Linked DNA regions of Ovis aries: all the other regions are linked to region 2. Evidence: chromatin contacts called from public Hi-C data. All regions are on one chromosome and are shown on one strand. Each heading gives the region's core, a stretch centred on a gene start, on an enhancer-like site or on the middle of the called end of the contact. The rest is flanking DNA. Distances are from core to core; before and after follow the strand shown. Region 1 holds the start of LOC114110475 (cystatin-B). Region 2 overlaps RRP1B (ribosomal RNA processing 1B). Region 3 holds the start of RRP1 (ribosomal RNA processing 1).

The links. A called contact is a pair of places that touch in the nucleus more often than the background predicts.
Region 1: a contact with region 2 is called in a Hi-C map of liver, with 2.7 times the contacts expected there. The contact joins the promoter of LOC114110475 here to the enhancer-like site in region 2. A contact is called at or near these places in 4 of 16 Hi-C or Micro-C datasets (liver, omental adipose tissue and tail adipose tissue).
Region 3: a Hi-C map of liver shows a contact between it and region 2, with 2.5 times the contacts expected there. The contact joins the promoter of RRP1 here to the enhancer-like site in region 2. A contact is called at or near these places in 6 of 16 Hi-C or Micro-C datasets (hypothalamus, liver, mixed tissues and 3 more).

What each region holds. Positions count from the first base shown.
Region 1 is chr1:264,527,912-264,532,940 of ARS-UI_Ramb_v3.0, reverse strand. LOC114110475 (cystatin-B) reads left to right here and starts at 3,293. Exons shown (of 3, transcript XM_027960962.2): 1 at 3,293-3,483. The coding sequence starts at 3,418.
Region 2 is chr1:264,418,209-264,422,868 of ARS-UI_Ramb_v3.0, reverse strand. It overlaps RRP1B (ribosomal RNA processing 1B), which reads right to left. Exons shown (of 16, transcript XM_027960927.2): 3 at 4,162-4,219; 4 at 2,895-2,980; 5 at 2,548-2,609; 6 at 2,085-2,214; 7 at 906-970; 8 at 270-451. Among named protein-coding and RNA genes, the nearest start is that of RRP1B, 14 kb to the right of the region's middle. Within about 2 kb of position 2,833, at least 2 of the 54 cell types and tissues checked have an H3K27ac peak or open chromatin away from gene starts, as enhancers often do. A contact at or near this core is called in liver, where this site is marked.
Region 3 is chr1:264,543,452-264,548,015 of ARS-UI_Ramb_v3.0, reverse strand. RRP1 (ribosomal RNA processing 1) reads right to left here and starts at 1,271. Exons shown (of 13, transcript XM_042237600.1): 1 at 1,077-1,271. The coding sequence starts at 1,209.

The sequences.
Region 1 (5,029 bases), core at 2,044-4,543, 110 kb before region 2:
AGCTGGATGTTATATAGTCACTAGTAGTCTGTTAATCGTATCCAACTCTTTTATGACCCCATGGACTGTAGCCCACCAGGCTCCTCTGTCCATGGGATTTCCCAGGCAAGAATACTGGAGTGGGTTGCCATTTCCTCCTCCAGGGGATCTTCCTAACCCAAGGATTGAACCCACGTCTCCTGTATTGGCAGGTGGATTCTGTACCACCAAGCCACCTGGGAAGCCTAGACACTGACTATACATACAGACAATGGCCAGACCCCGTACATGTAACTAGAGAACTCTAACCCACAAACCCTGCGACAATCACCCAGAAGCCAGACCACAGCCTCTACAGCCACCAGCCAGGAATATCACAACTTAGCCATGACTGCCATCTTCCCTAATTTTTGCTCCTCCCCTTTCTAACCTAGGACAACCAGAGAAGGTCAAGGATGCCCCCAAAATCAATCACACAGGATCCTCAGCTTACAGCAAGCCTGTCCACAGCTTCTCCAGGCCGGGGCACACCTAGGCTTTCCTCCTTTCTAGTACAAGCTGTGCCCTTCTCTGCCTGCCTGTGAGGCTCTGCCAAAACCCAAGTCAAAGTGGAAGACCCCTGCTATAGCCAACTCTAAAAAACAGCTGTCCACAGGTGTGTTACCCTCCTATTTGTTTTTATTTTAAAAATAAAAAAGTCCATTGCTGCATGGGCTTTCTCTGGTTGCAGCGAGTGGGGGTTACTCTCTCGTGGGCTTCTCACCATGGTGGCTTCTCTTGTGGCAAAGCACGGGTTGTAGAGAGTGCAGGCTTAGTAGTTGTGGCCTGGCCCACCAGCTTAGTTGCTCCACAGCATGTGGGATCTTCCCAGACCAGGGATTGAACTTGCGTCCCCTGCTTTGGCAGGCAGATTCTTACACTGAACCACCAGGGCAGTGCCCTCCTATCTGTAAAAGGTGAGCACCTGCCCTCTACAACCCCCACCCCCCAGCTGTAGAATGACAAAAGCCACAGAATGGCTTTCCTTGCCCTTCTTGCTCATTATTTTCTGACGTTTTGTTTTCAACACAGAGTTTTCCATTTTTATGGGGTCGATACTGTCTCTCATTCATTTATTAAGAATTACGGGAGTCTTGAAATGGAGTCCTGTGACTTCAGAGTCATGCCCAGGTGTCTCTCTTTTCTTGCCTGCTTGTCCTAGCCAGACCTGTTCCATCACATTCTGTCTAATCAATAAAGAGTAGTGAAGGTCAGGGGTCTGGCGCCAGCGTCCCAATCAGCATCACTGTGTGCTGCTCTGAGTCATCCTCCAGGTAAGATAACCTTTTACAGAGTACTGCTGAGACAGCCCAGGAGTCACAGACCACCAAATCAAAGACATCCAGGCCGTAAATGATTAAGACGATAACCCCAGGGTCTTCCCTGGTGGTCCTGAGGCTAAGACTCCACACCCTGCAGAGGGCGTGGGTTCAATTTCTGATGGGGAAATTAAGATCCTAAGTGCCAGGCAATGCAGCAAAAAAAAAAGTTCCAATTCAAGGATACCACCTGTTTTTATTGGTAGGAGTTCTTTATCAGAGAAGGCAATGGCAACCCACTCCAGTGTTCTTGCCTGGAGAATCCCAGGGACAGGGGAGTCTGGTGGGCTGCCGTCTATGGGGTCGCACAGAGTCGGACATGACTGAAGCGACTTGGCAGCAGCTGCAGCAGCAGGAGTTCTTTATATATTCTTATCAGATATGTGTAATGAGAATGGTGAATTTATCCCAGTGAATGGTTCAGCTTTTTATTCTCGAAAAACCATCCTTCAGTGAATAGTTCTTTCTTTCCATTAAATGCAAATGATCAGTTAAAAAATAAATAAAAACTGCTAACTCAGAGACTTCCCTGGCGGTCCAGTGGCTAAGACTTTGCCTTCCAATGAAAGGCTGCATGTTCAATTCCTGGTTGGGAAACAAAAATCCCACATGCCTTGCAACCTAAAATACAAAACATAAAATAGAAGCGATATTGTAATAAACTCAATAAAGACTTAAAAAAAAAAAACTGCTCACTCAGACAGGAGGGTGGACCTGAGGCTGTCTTCCCCTCCCTTGCTTTGCTGCAGCCCCTGCTGTTAAAGTGCAGCTCTCTGAGCTTGGGCCTTTGCTGGGTGTCAGTTTCTCCTTCCTACCTCCCCAGGGCTCAACGTCACCTGACCGCCCATGCTTCCCTGAATTTACAGACCAGGCTCTGCCCTGGCACGTCCCAGAAAGGCTCCTCTCCCCACACACCTGTTCACCGGCCGCTCCCACTGAGGCTCCACGCTGGGCCCCCAGGAGGCAGGGCTGGCCTGCACCTGCAGAGTCAGCCCCCAGGGATGGCAGAGGCGCAGCGCCCACTGAGGGGCAGCTGGACCTTTCTGATAGGCCAGTCCTGTCCAGACAGCTCCCAGCACAGCCCCACCTTGCTCCAAAAAGACAGGGACCCTTTCTTTCCTGGATATCACATGTACTTTAAATCCTAAACGGAACGGCCAGAACCAAACCCTTTACTAACGCCCTCCCCGTGACCCCCACCCAGGCCTGAGGCCACTGGACTCCTCTGTGCCTCTTCTGTCCGTCCACGTCAGCCCTTCACCCTGTCCTCGGGTCACACGCCCATGGTGTGCACAGCAGACCAGCACAGGTAGGGCGCTGAGCCAGGCCTAGGGATGAGGGGCGCCGGGCAGGGGCTTCTATTCCCCTCGGCCCTGGGCAGCTCTCAGGGCCAGCTCCCCGCTCCTCTGCCAACCCAAACACCACTCATTTCAAGACCCATCACTGTCATTCTGTCATCGCAGACACCGGGTCAAAGTGTGGGCACCTGGAAGCCAACGCAGGAGAGAGGGTCTGGGGGCCCTGAGTGGCCCGGAAGGAGGCAGGCTGGACCACCTGCACCCCGCGTCCTGCCCAGCTCGGGACGCGGAAACCTAGACGAGCCCCACAGCTCAGCGCCCACCCCCGCGGCACGGGGACCACCCCTCTCCCCAGACCCTGCAGACCGCGCCCCCGCCCACACCCTCTGACTCAGCCGCCGGGAGGACGACACCAAACCCCGGGAGGGGGGACAGCCCTACAGCACACGACCCTTGGTCCCGAGACGGCGCCCATCGGGGGTCCCGGGCTGCGGCCGTGCTCCCGTCCCCCTCAGTCCGCACTGACCGGACGGCCGCGCTCCATTTCCTTCCGGGACGCCCCGCACCCCATTTCCGGTCCCGGTTCCCCCCCCCGCCCGCCGCGCGCTGTGGTTTCGCCCGCACGGCACGTGACCGCCGCGCCAGGTCCGGGCGCTCGACTCCGCTCGACCACTCCCGCGAGTGTCCGCTGCTCCGCGAGTGTCCGCTGCTCCGGGAGTGTCCGCTGCTCCCGCGTGACCGCCGCCCGGTGTCCACACGCTCCCGCCCCGCCTGCCGCCGAGATGATGTGCGGAGCGCCTTCCGCCACGCAGCCGGCCACGGCCGAGACCCAGGCTATCGCCGACAAGGTTCGGGCTGTGTGGGGCGGATGGGGTACTGGGGGCCGGGGACGTCCGCAGGCATCCCCGCTGGGACGGAGGCGCTGCGCCCGAGCGCATCCCGCCCTGAGTCGGGCTGGACGCAGGTGGATGCACCTCCCTCCCTGCGAGGTTCTCTGGCGCGGAGGTGTCCACTGGGTTAGGGGGCGCGAGGTGACAGGGAATAGCACTTAAAGAGCAAAGGATACGGCAGGCGGGGTGAGGTCCCTATGCGTGAGTCTGGGGTCCGGGTCCCAGGCGTCCGAGACTCGGGCTGGACTGAGTGTAGCCCTTTTTGTGAGCTTGAAGTGGTCTCCAATAAAAAGTTTAGAAACAGGAAGTAACTGGGTCGAGGAGGCAGAGCCCGGTTCAGACCCTGGTCAGCTGTCCAGCCCTGTTTCCAGAAACACTGGAAGATCAGGTTGGGGTGGGATGAGGTGGGCCTGTCCTGCCTGTCATCACAAGTAGGGCCCAGGAGGCTCGAGTTCTGATAAGCAGAGACTGAAGACAAGCTTTTGTCCCTTAACCTTCCTCCCTGGCTGCTGCCTCCTAAACCTCGGCCATGAGCTCAGCCCTGTTCCCTCTCCCGCGGTTGGGACCATCTGACTGCGGTAAAGGAAGGGGCTGAGTCAGTCTCCTGAGACCTGTGAAAAGTAGGCATTTTCTGGGACTCCCAGGAGAGCCAGATAAGAGGAGAGTCCTAGCTTTTCCCCTGTGGCCACTTAGAGCACCCAGCCCTCCTGGCCTCTTCCTGGGTCTCCAGGCTGGAGAATCCCTGCTGGTCACCTGAGCTTTGAATGAATGTGAGTCCCCTCGGGAGACGAGAGTTTCTGTCACTATGGCCTGCATTTGGGGTCCGTCCCTTGAGAGTGGACCGTCCTCACTGCCCCTGGGAACAAGGAGGCCGCCCGTGTGCTGGGTGGGCTCTGTGAGGGGCAGGGGCACCATCTGGTGACCTTCTGTACTGAAGCTTTCATGAACACGTGAGGAGAAGTGAGGCCAGAGACAGTGTACCCACCACATCCAGTCCTATCCTAGGGCCCTCCCTGGCCCTCTGCCCACCTGGTCACTCTGGTCTGGGAACTGACAGCTTCCTAGTGACCCATGGCCTTCTGAGCTTTCCTTGGCTCCAGTCCAGCCCATCTTTCTCCTGGTCGGAGCTGTGTCGGTGACCTGCCATCCTGCAGGCCTCCACCTCCGCTGCTCCACCACCTCCACCTGGGCTTCTCCCCAGTCCTTGCACAGGGTGGGGTTCTCCTGCCTCCACTCCTGAAACAGGTGATTCAATCCCAGACCCCCAGGAGGGTCTGCGGGTGTCACTCGCCCCTCCCCGGTCAGGTAAACTGTCTGAGGGTCAATTCCCTGCACACCTAGCAGGAACGGGCTACACAGGTGAGTGTTCAGTCGAAGGTGGGCACTGGCCCAGGGGGACACACCCAGCTGATCACCTGAGGGCCCTGGCAAACTCAGAGGGAACAGGCAGCCAGACTCTCACTACCTGACCCTGTCTCTGATCCTTCCCTCGACTTCATTCACA
Region 2 (4,660 bases), core at 1,584-4,083:
ACAACAGCAATGGAAATGATGAAACCCTGGAAGAAAACCTCGTGACCTGGGAGACACAGAAAAGTGTGTATGTGTTTGCCCAGGGTGACCAGGCCCTGGACCGTGCAGGCGTCTTAACACAGCCGTGCTTCCCTCCACGGGTGGTGTCAAGGCAGAGGCCCCTCTGATCGACTCCAGGTGGTAGTCAGTGAGCTGCCAACAAATGCACTGAAAACTGCTCCTGTGACGTGAGTTTTACCTAGGAAAGACCCTTCAAGTAAATTTCTCACCTGCTTTCTTTTTCCTGGCTGCTTTTCTCCAGGCCATCTCGTTTGCAGACGCCTCTTCCTCTGAGAGGCCGCCGCCACCCACTTGTGCTTTCTGCTCCTTGGCTGTCTCTTCAGGTGCAAAAGGAGACTGATCTACAATGGCTTCAAAAACACCCCTAGCTATAGTCTGTACCAAAGTCTGGCTGAGGGCGGAAGCACAGCAGAGAGAGTGTGTTAGCGGATGGCCGGGACTCCGTTTCCTCAAGGAGCGCAGGGGGCAAGACGCAGAGCGCCCCACTGCTCGCCCAGTCCAGCCCACCAGGGACCCGCGGGCCAGCGCTGCATTTCTAGCCACACCCTGCGCTGACGCACTGCAGCCACAAGGGGCCATCAATGCTAAGCGCTGTGTGATGGAGTGGTGGGACCTGGGACAGAAGGAACGCAGGTGCAGGAGGGGCGCGGGGCGGCAGAGATTGGTGGAGCCCCTGGGGAACACAGCTGGGAGAGCCCAGCCAGGACGCAGAGCTGATGGGAGTTAGAACTTGGTGCTTCTGAGTGCTGGCTGACCTGTGCGTCATATTTCACCTACAACTTCACCACCAGCCCCCATAAAGAAGTACCAACTGAAGCGGTAAAAGAAACACATGAATCACTTACTCCCTAGTCTTGGCAGCAATCTTGCAGAACGGATCAATAAACTTGAGATTTTGATCTGCCAAAAGCTGTAACAAAGAAAAAAAAAAAAAAACGAGGGGGAATAAAAAAGAGTCTTTCAGATGTGCCCTTGAAAAAGGAACCACTGGTGTTTTTCAGACAGGTTGAATCAGACCCACACATCTCTCACAATGCCCAAAACGCACTCTGCTAAAAGTCATGGCCGCCATCCAAGCATCTTAGTGCAGTGGCCAGAGAGGACTGCCCACCCCAACCGCCGGCACTGTTCCGTCCTACATCCCCGACAGACTCCCTCCTCCACGGAGACAGGACACTCCCAGACACCAAGGCGAAGGAATTAGAAAACAACAACATACACTTTCTTTTAATTATGAAACAAAGGAAAAACAAACACATGTTCACTGCAGACACTTGTGAAAAAAAAAAAAAAAAAAGGAAATCACGACTCCTCATCCCCAACTCAGATAATCACTGGCTTGCCAAAAACTGTGTTATTTCCTTTCTAGACCTGTGTCTTCAACAAGCCATACCATTTGTGTAGCTTTGTCTACCTCTTTGTTCCCCTACTTCTGTTTTGGCCATGCCACATAGCATGCGGGATCTCAGTCCCCTGACTAGGGAGTAATCCCATGTTCCCTGAGGTGGAGGCAAGGAGTCCTAACCACTGGACAGTCAGTCAGGGAAGTTCCTCCATACTGCTATCTGTCTGTCCATCTCACGCAATGCAGCTTTTGGGAATTTAGCTCCCCAACCAGGAAGTGAACTAGTGCCTGCTGCAGTGGAACTTCTAACCACTGGACTGCCAGGAAGTCCCCTGACTTTTAAAAACTCAACCTCATGAATATCTCCTCGTGTTACAGAATTCTTCAGTGGACTATCTAAGTTGTTTTTGATTCTGGGTATCAGACTTCCATGTACCCTGTTAGCGCACAAATCTTTGTCCACATGACCTACTGCCTGCCTAGGACACATTTCTAGATGAGGAATAACTATGTCAAAGGACAGGCTGACCCATTCATGCTGCTGCCGCCGATTCACCCCTGGGCTCTGCCAACAGCATTTTACCTCCAGCCCACGGAGCACTCAGAGCAGGGCCCAGGCCCTGCCGGTTCAGGGGCACCTTGGCCCCGTGCACTGTGGCAGGGTGCCTGCCCTTCTTACCTCCTTCCCGCCCACTTTGGACAGCTCGTCCAGGTAAATGTCGATGAAGAGAAATTTCACTCCATTTGGAGACCGACTCTCAGGATGCAGGACCTCCTTCATCAGGACGTCGAGGAAAAGCTTGATGCGGCTGAAGGAAAAACACACACAGCTCTACAACCCCTGCTGCCAACATCCTCTCCATCCCCAGAGAGAATGTGACATTCTTGTGTCCGACTGCTAAACAAGCAATGCACGATGGAGAAAGTTCAACAATCACTGAAATGAGTATAAAGTGTTGTTGTGTATGCTCAGCTCTGCGGGATTTGAAGTTCTTCAGGCATGAGGACGCTGGGCTCTTGGTACTCAGAGTGGAAGGCATGGATCAGGTGACTCAGACTTGTTAACTGAAACACTTAGAAAACCACGCCATTGCCTTAAAAGTTTTAAAGCCTCCAAATACTAACCCAGAGGGTTCACCAACCTTTCTTCCCAGCCGTTTCGCTTCAGAACTTCGAAGGACTGCCTGAGGACCAGACGAATCAGCTAGAGACAGATAACTTTTGTTACAAAAAGGAAAGTGACAAACACCCATCAGCTTAGCAGAACGACAGCTACAGCCTGGATCCTCAAAGTGGAAAGTTCCTACACTAACAGATTAGCTTCTAGATCAAACACTTAACCAAGGAGCCCCAGACTCTGACAGCTGGAAGCGAGAAAACTGATGTCTCCGAACACGTCCTCTGGTGCCCCCTGCTGGTCACCTTATGACGCACACAGCCGCCTCCCCGACCCCGAGCTGCCCGTCAGGGGCTGTGGCCCCACCCTCACCATGTGGTATTTGTCCAGACGGAGCCTTTCGATGCCCGGCCACTCGCGATTCACGGTCTGCCAGAAGGTCTGGATGAACAAGTGCTCTGCAGGGAACAAGAGGCTCTGAGCGCTCCATTCGCAGGGTGCCGTGTCACCACAGAACAAGAAAGGTCACGAAGGGCAACAGACTAGGATTTCTCAAGGGTTCTTGGGCAGCTAGAAAATCTCGTTGGTAACTAAGAATGCTCGATAATTTTTTATATTTAAATAAAAGCTTATTTTGACAAGAAGTGGTAATATCTTAATGTTTGACTAGAAAGCTCTCCGGAGCATGTTTCATTATCCATTGAAAAGCCATGATTCTGTTAAAAATCAAAAAATGTCCTGAGCCAGAGATACTGGTCCTTCTTGTCCAAATACACTGAACAATCAGCCCTAAGCCATCCATCTGATGGCACCTGGGGGACCCATGCAGAGAGTTAGCTTTCTGTTTTCATGTTCAGCGTCAGCTGAGTGAACTTTAATAAAACACTGTTTTTCTCTTCGGAGCCATGAAACCAGCACTTTTTATCCCAAAACGGTTTGTTTTTTGCTTTACTTCCTTTTGCACAATTTTCTCTTGATATATGAAAAGCTACAGTATATTCCATGTACAGAATTTTGATCCTTACGAGTCAGCTGGGAGCCTGCTAAAATCCAGAGAATCACTGAGCGTTAACAAGGCCATTGGATAGTTCTGTTCTGAGGGCTGAGCAAAAGCAGTGAATTCTGCCTTCTCTGCTTCTGTAAGTAATCAAAGCTGAATGTCTCAGAAATATTAATAATTAACTTCTCCCTTTGTTTATTCGTTTTGGTCAAGAGGGGTTACTTTACAGTTTGTTACCAGTGATGACCTGAAATGGCTCTAGTCCCAAGGACAACCAGCATCCAGAGGTAACCGTGGCACCACACAGTCACACACAGCTTCTGAGAGCATTAAAGTAACTCAGAATGTGGAAACTCTGGAGGACTGTTATTTTTTTTGACTCTTTTGAAACCTCTGAGACGCCGAATGTGATGCCCTTTGTTCACCCTCTCACTGTGTATCTAGGCCTGACACAGGTTCCCCATGGGACAGTCTGTCACCTGACATTCACACTCCCGGTGCCCAGGCTCATGTGACGCTAGCCCCCCTGAAAATAGAAACTTTGAAGGAAGGAGAAGAAACAACATTGAGTAGCTTTCTTAGGCAAGTTACCAAATCTGATGAGCAGGTTTTGAAAGTCACGAAAATATCAGGACTTACGAGCCTCTGAGTTGTTAACAACATGGATGAGTTGGGAAATAGTGTTCGCTAGCTCCTCCTGCAAAGTGGGGTTGGGGAAAAACAGCGGGGTTATTACGTGGAACCATGAGAGGACAGCATCACGGCCTGTGGGAAGGGGTCAGCCCCTCCATTCTCACTGTCACCTCCACTAAGAAGGGTGTATCTGAACACCTGGATTGCATTACATGTGAAATGCTGTTTCAACGGACTATTGTGCCAACTCAACATGCCTTCAGAACTAGGCTGTGTGCTCACACACGCTATGCCTAGGGTGAGTTCAACTGACGCACACAAGAAACATCAGCTCTCAACTCCTGGCTTTCAACATATAACTTGGGTTGAGATTCCATCCGAATTCCCCCAAATAATGGAAACGCAGATGCCAACTGCGACGAGGGGGCGTCGCTGGCAGTGAGATACCGGACTGTCACTCCATGTGGCTCCTGTTGGCTTGCTGGCAGACAGGCAGCAGCGGCAA
Region 3 (4,564 bases), core at 22-2,521, 130 kb before region 2:
TGGGGTTACAAAGAGTCAGACACGACTGAGCAACTGAAGTGACTGACAAATACATAAACTGATGGTGAAGACAGATATATAAAATCACCCAACAAGTATAGACTGAGGTCTTAACTATGTTCTGGCACCCTGTTCCAGAGAAGTGGTTCTCAGACTTTATTAATAGCATGGCATCCCCTGGAGGGTTTCTTTAAAGATCCCTGGGCTTCCCAGGTGGCACGAGTGATAAAGAACTTGCCCGCCAATGCAGGAGACATATGAGACGTGGGCTCCATCCCTGCTGGTAAGATCTCCTGGAGGAGGAAATGGCAACCCACTCCAGTATTCTTGTCTGGAGAATCCCATGGACAGAGGAGCCTGGTGGGCTATGGCCCAGAGGGTCACAAAGAGTAGAAGATGGCTTACAAGGCTAAGCACATACACAGTCCATCTGCCAGAGCTTCTGATTCAGCAGGGCTGGGATGGGACTCACAAATTTACATTTCTAACAAAAGTCCAGGTGATGCGGAAGTTACTGATGGGGCCACGTTCTGAGAACCACTAAGGAGCGTGATATCCGACAGGTGTATGCTGCATGAAACTCAGACGACAATCCAACAACTACACAAGAAAAAACTACAAACAGTCACAAATGCCGCTCTGAGAGAAAAAAACATGGTGCCCAAACAGTGGATAGCATGGGTAGCGGGATATACGGGTTGACAGGATCCTGCTCCCAGAGTAGGCAAGTCTGAACTGGAAAGAGATTAGGGGCTTGGCTGAGGCCGGGTGGGGGCGGGGTGGAGAGGCACATATAGCGGCCGAGAACGAGGTGACGCCGCGCACCTTCAAATCAGTCAGCGTGGATAAGGGGATCAGGGCCAAGCGTTCAGACGGGAGCGCGGCTGGTGGGGTGGGTGGGAGCATCGCCACGGCCCGACCAGGCTCCGCCCGGCCGGCCGGACCACGTGGAGGCTCCACGCGGTTGGAAAGTCTGCTAACTCAGGCCGCCTGCCCCCAACCCGGGCCCTCGCGCCCCCAGCCCGGCCCGGTTCGCGAGACGCCCCCGGCCCACATCCCGTCAACCCCGCGCCAACCTTCGGCCCGCTGAGTTCTGGCGACGATGTATTTCCGGAGCTTCCTCACCGCCCGGTCCCGGGTCACCTGCTCGTTCCCCGCCAGCCGCTGCGCGAGCTGGATTTCGGGCGGGAGTTGTACACGCGGACCCATGGCGACTGGGCCGAGACCCCACGATACCAGTTACCTTGCCGCTATGCCTGGGCGCGTTCCGTGACGTCACACGCCCGCGCCGGCCTCGATGGGATTCAGTGCGACGTCACGATCCCGCGCCGGCCTCTCCAGCACTCTGAGTGACGTCACGTGTCTGCGCCAGCCTTTCCTGGGTCGCACGCCTCCGCCTCCTAGTGGCACGGTCCCGTAATGACAAGTGCATGGGGCTCTGGCTCCATTCATTCTGCTGCTGCTGCTGCTAAGTCGCTTCAGTCGTGTCCGACTCTGTGCGAGCCCATAGACGGCAGCCCACCAGGCTCCCCCGTCCCTGGGATTCTCCAGGCAAGAACACTGGAGTGGGCTGCCATTTCCTTCTCCAATGCATGTAAGTGAAAAGTGAAAGTGAAGTCGCTCAGTCGTGTCTGACTCTTCGCGACCCCATGGACTGCAGCCTACCAGGCTCCTCCGTCCATGGGATTTTCCAGGCAAGGGTATTGGAATGGGTTGCCACTGCCTTCTCCCCATTTATTCTCAGTTCAGTTCAGTCGCTCAGTCGTATCCAACTCTTTGCGACCCCATGAACCACAGCATGCCAGGCCTCCCTGTCCATCACCAACTCCTGGAGTTCACCCAAACCCATGCCCACTGAGTCGGTGATGCCATCCAACCTTCTCATCCTCTGTCGTCCCTTTCTCCTGCCCTCAATCTTTCCCAGCATCAGGGTCTTTTCCAATGAGTCAGCTCTTCGCATCAGGTGGCCAAAGGATTGTAATTTCAGCTTTAGCATCAGTCCTTCCAATGAACACCCAGGACTGATCTCCTTTAGGAGGACTGGTTCGATCTCCTTGTAGTCCGAGGGACTCTCAAGAGTCTTCTCCAACAGCACAGTTCAAAAGCATCAATTCTTCTGAACTCAGCTTTCTTCACAGTCCAACTCTCACATCCATACATGACCACTGGAAAAACTGTAGCCTTGACTAGATGGACCTTTGTTGGCAAAGCAATGTCTCTGCTTTTTAATATGTTGTCTAGGTTGGTTATAACTTTCCTTCCAAGGAGTAAGTGTCTTTTAATTTCATGGCTGCAATCACCATCTGCAGTGATTTTGGAGCCCAGAAAAATAAAGTCAGCCACTGTTTCTACTGTTTCCCATCTATTTCCCGTGAAGTGATGGGACCAGATGCCATGATCTTCGTTTTCTGAATGTTGAGCTTTAAGCCAACTTTTTCACTCTCCTCTTTCACTTTCATCAAGAGGCTCTTTAGTTCTTTTTCACTTTCTGCCATAAGGGTGGTGTCATCTGCATATCTGAGGTGATTGATATTTCTCCCAGCAATCTTGATTCCAGCTTGTGCTTCCTCCAGCCCAGTGTTTCTCATGATGTACTCTGCATATAAGTTAAATAAGCAGGGAGACAATATTCAGCCTTGACGTACTCCTTTTCCTCTTTGGAACCAGTCTGTTGTTCCATGTCCAGTTCTAACTGTTGCTTCCTGACCTGCATACAGATTTTTCAAGAGGCAGGTCAGGTGGTCTGATATTCCCATCTCTTTCAGAATTTTCCACAGTTTATTGTGATCCACACAGTCAAAGGCTTTCGCATAGTCAATAAAACAGAAATAGATGTTTTTCTGTAACTCTCTTGCTTTTTCAATGATCCAGCGGATGTTGGCAGTTTGATCTCTGGTTCCTCTGTCTTTTCTAAAACCAGCTTGAACATCTGGAAGTTCATGGTTCATGTATTGCTGAAGCCTGGCTTGGAGAATTTTAAGCATTACTTTATTAGCGTGTGAGATGAGTGCAATTGTGCAGTAGTTTGAGCATTCTTTGGCATTGCCTTTCTTTGGGATTGGAATGAAAACTGACCTTTTCCAGTCCTGTGGCCACTGCTGAGTTTTCCAAATTTGCTGGCATATTGAGTGCAGCACTCTCACAGCATCATCTTTCAGGATTTATTGACAAGTAAAAGGAAGCCAGCATTTGCCCGCCTTTTGGGAGGCGGAGAGGTGCTGTAGTTCACCCTTGGCTGCTGAGGGAAGGCTCTTCTTTAGCAAAGAATGCCAGTGAGCACAGACAGAGGAAAGGTGGAATTGTAGAAAGTCCACAACGAATCCAGTGAATGTTGGTTCAGGCCAAGGTCATCAGAAAATGCCACGATGCCAGGGGAGGGTAGTCATGGCGGGGTTTGCGGGAGTATCACCTATGCCCGCAGTGGCCTGCCACCCTGGAGGGCCCCCACGCTACAGCACCATCACCCGTGGGGCACGCTGCACTGACCTTGTCCACCCTGTAGGTCCGAGACCGGCCTGGAATACAGAAAGGTAGAAGGCGGCACACAGAGCAGGGGGAGGCAGTCTCCAACCTGTTCCAGGACAGCGCCCCTCAGTAGCCTTTTTCAGTAATGAGTCATATGTCAGGGGGACCCAGGATCCCCAGATCCACTGATTCACTAGGAAGACTCTTGGCTGTGATTTATTATGGCAAAAGGATTCAAAGCACAGGGAAAAGGTCTAAAGAGCACGTGTTCCCCTAACTTCCGAGCAAACAGCTATGACAACACATTGAATGTCAGAAGGAGCTTGTTAGAGATCAGGATCCGGAGCATTTCGGGGACTTTCCTGGTGGTCCCGTAGCCGACACTCTCCACTTACACTGAGGAGATCCCTGGTCTCCCGAATGACTTGAAACACCGCTAAGAAGTTAAAACAAAACAAAAAGCCCAGAGTTGTTATTATGAGCTGGTCACAGCTGCCTCTACCAGACACACCCGAACTCCAGACTCCCACAGGGAGGGCAGATGCTCAGCACCTGCTGTGTTGTTGCTCCAAACGCTTTAGGCCCATGAGTCACTCTTATCACAGTTAGGGTGCTGGGGTTGTTGTCGTTCACTCACTAAGTGGAGTCTGACTTTTTCCGACCTCATGGACTGCAGCATGCCAGGCCTCCCTGTCCTTCACTATCTCCCGGAGTTAGCTCAAACTCATCTCTACTGAGTTGGATGCCATCCAACCATATTATCCTCTATCTCCCCCTTCTCCTCCTACCCTCAGTCTTTCCCAGCATCAGGGTCTTTTCCAGTGAGTTGGCTGTTTGCATCAGGTGGCCAAAGGACTGGAGCTTCGGTTTCAGCATCAGTCCTTCCAAGGAATATTCAGGATTGATTTCCTTTAGGATTGACTGATTTGATCTCCTTGCAGTCCAAGGGGGTCCAAGACAAGAGTCTTCTCCAGCAGCACAATTCAAAAGCATAAATTCTTCAGTGCTCAGCCCTCATTATGGCCCAACTCTCACATGCATATATGACCACTGGAAAAATCATAGTTCTGACTATACAGGCAGATGTCAGCAAAATGAT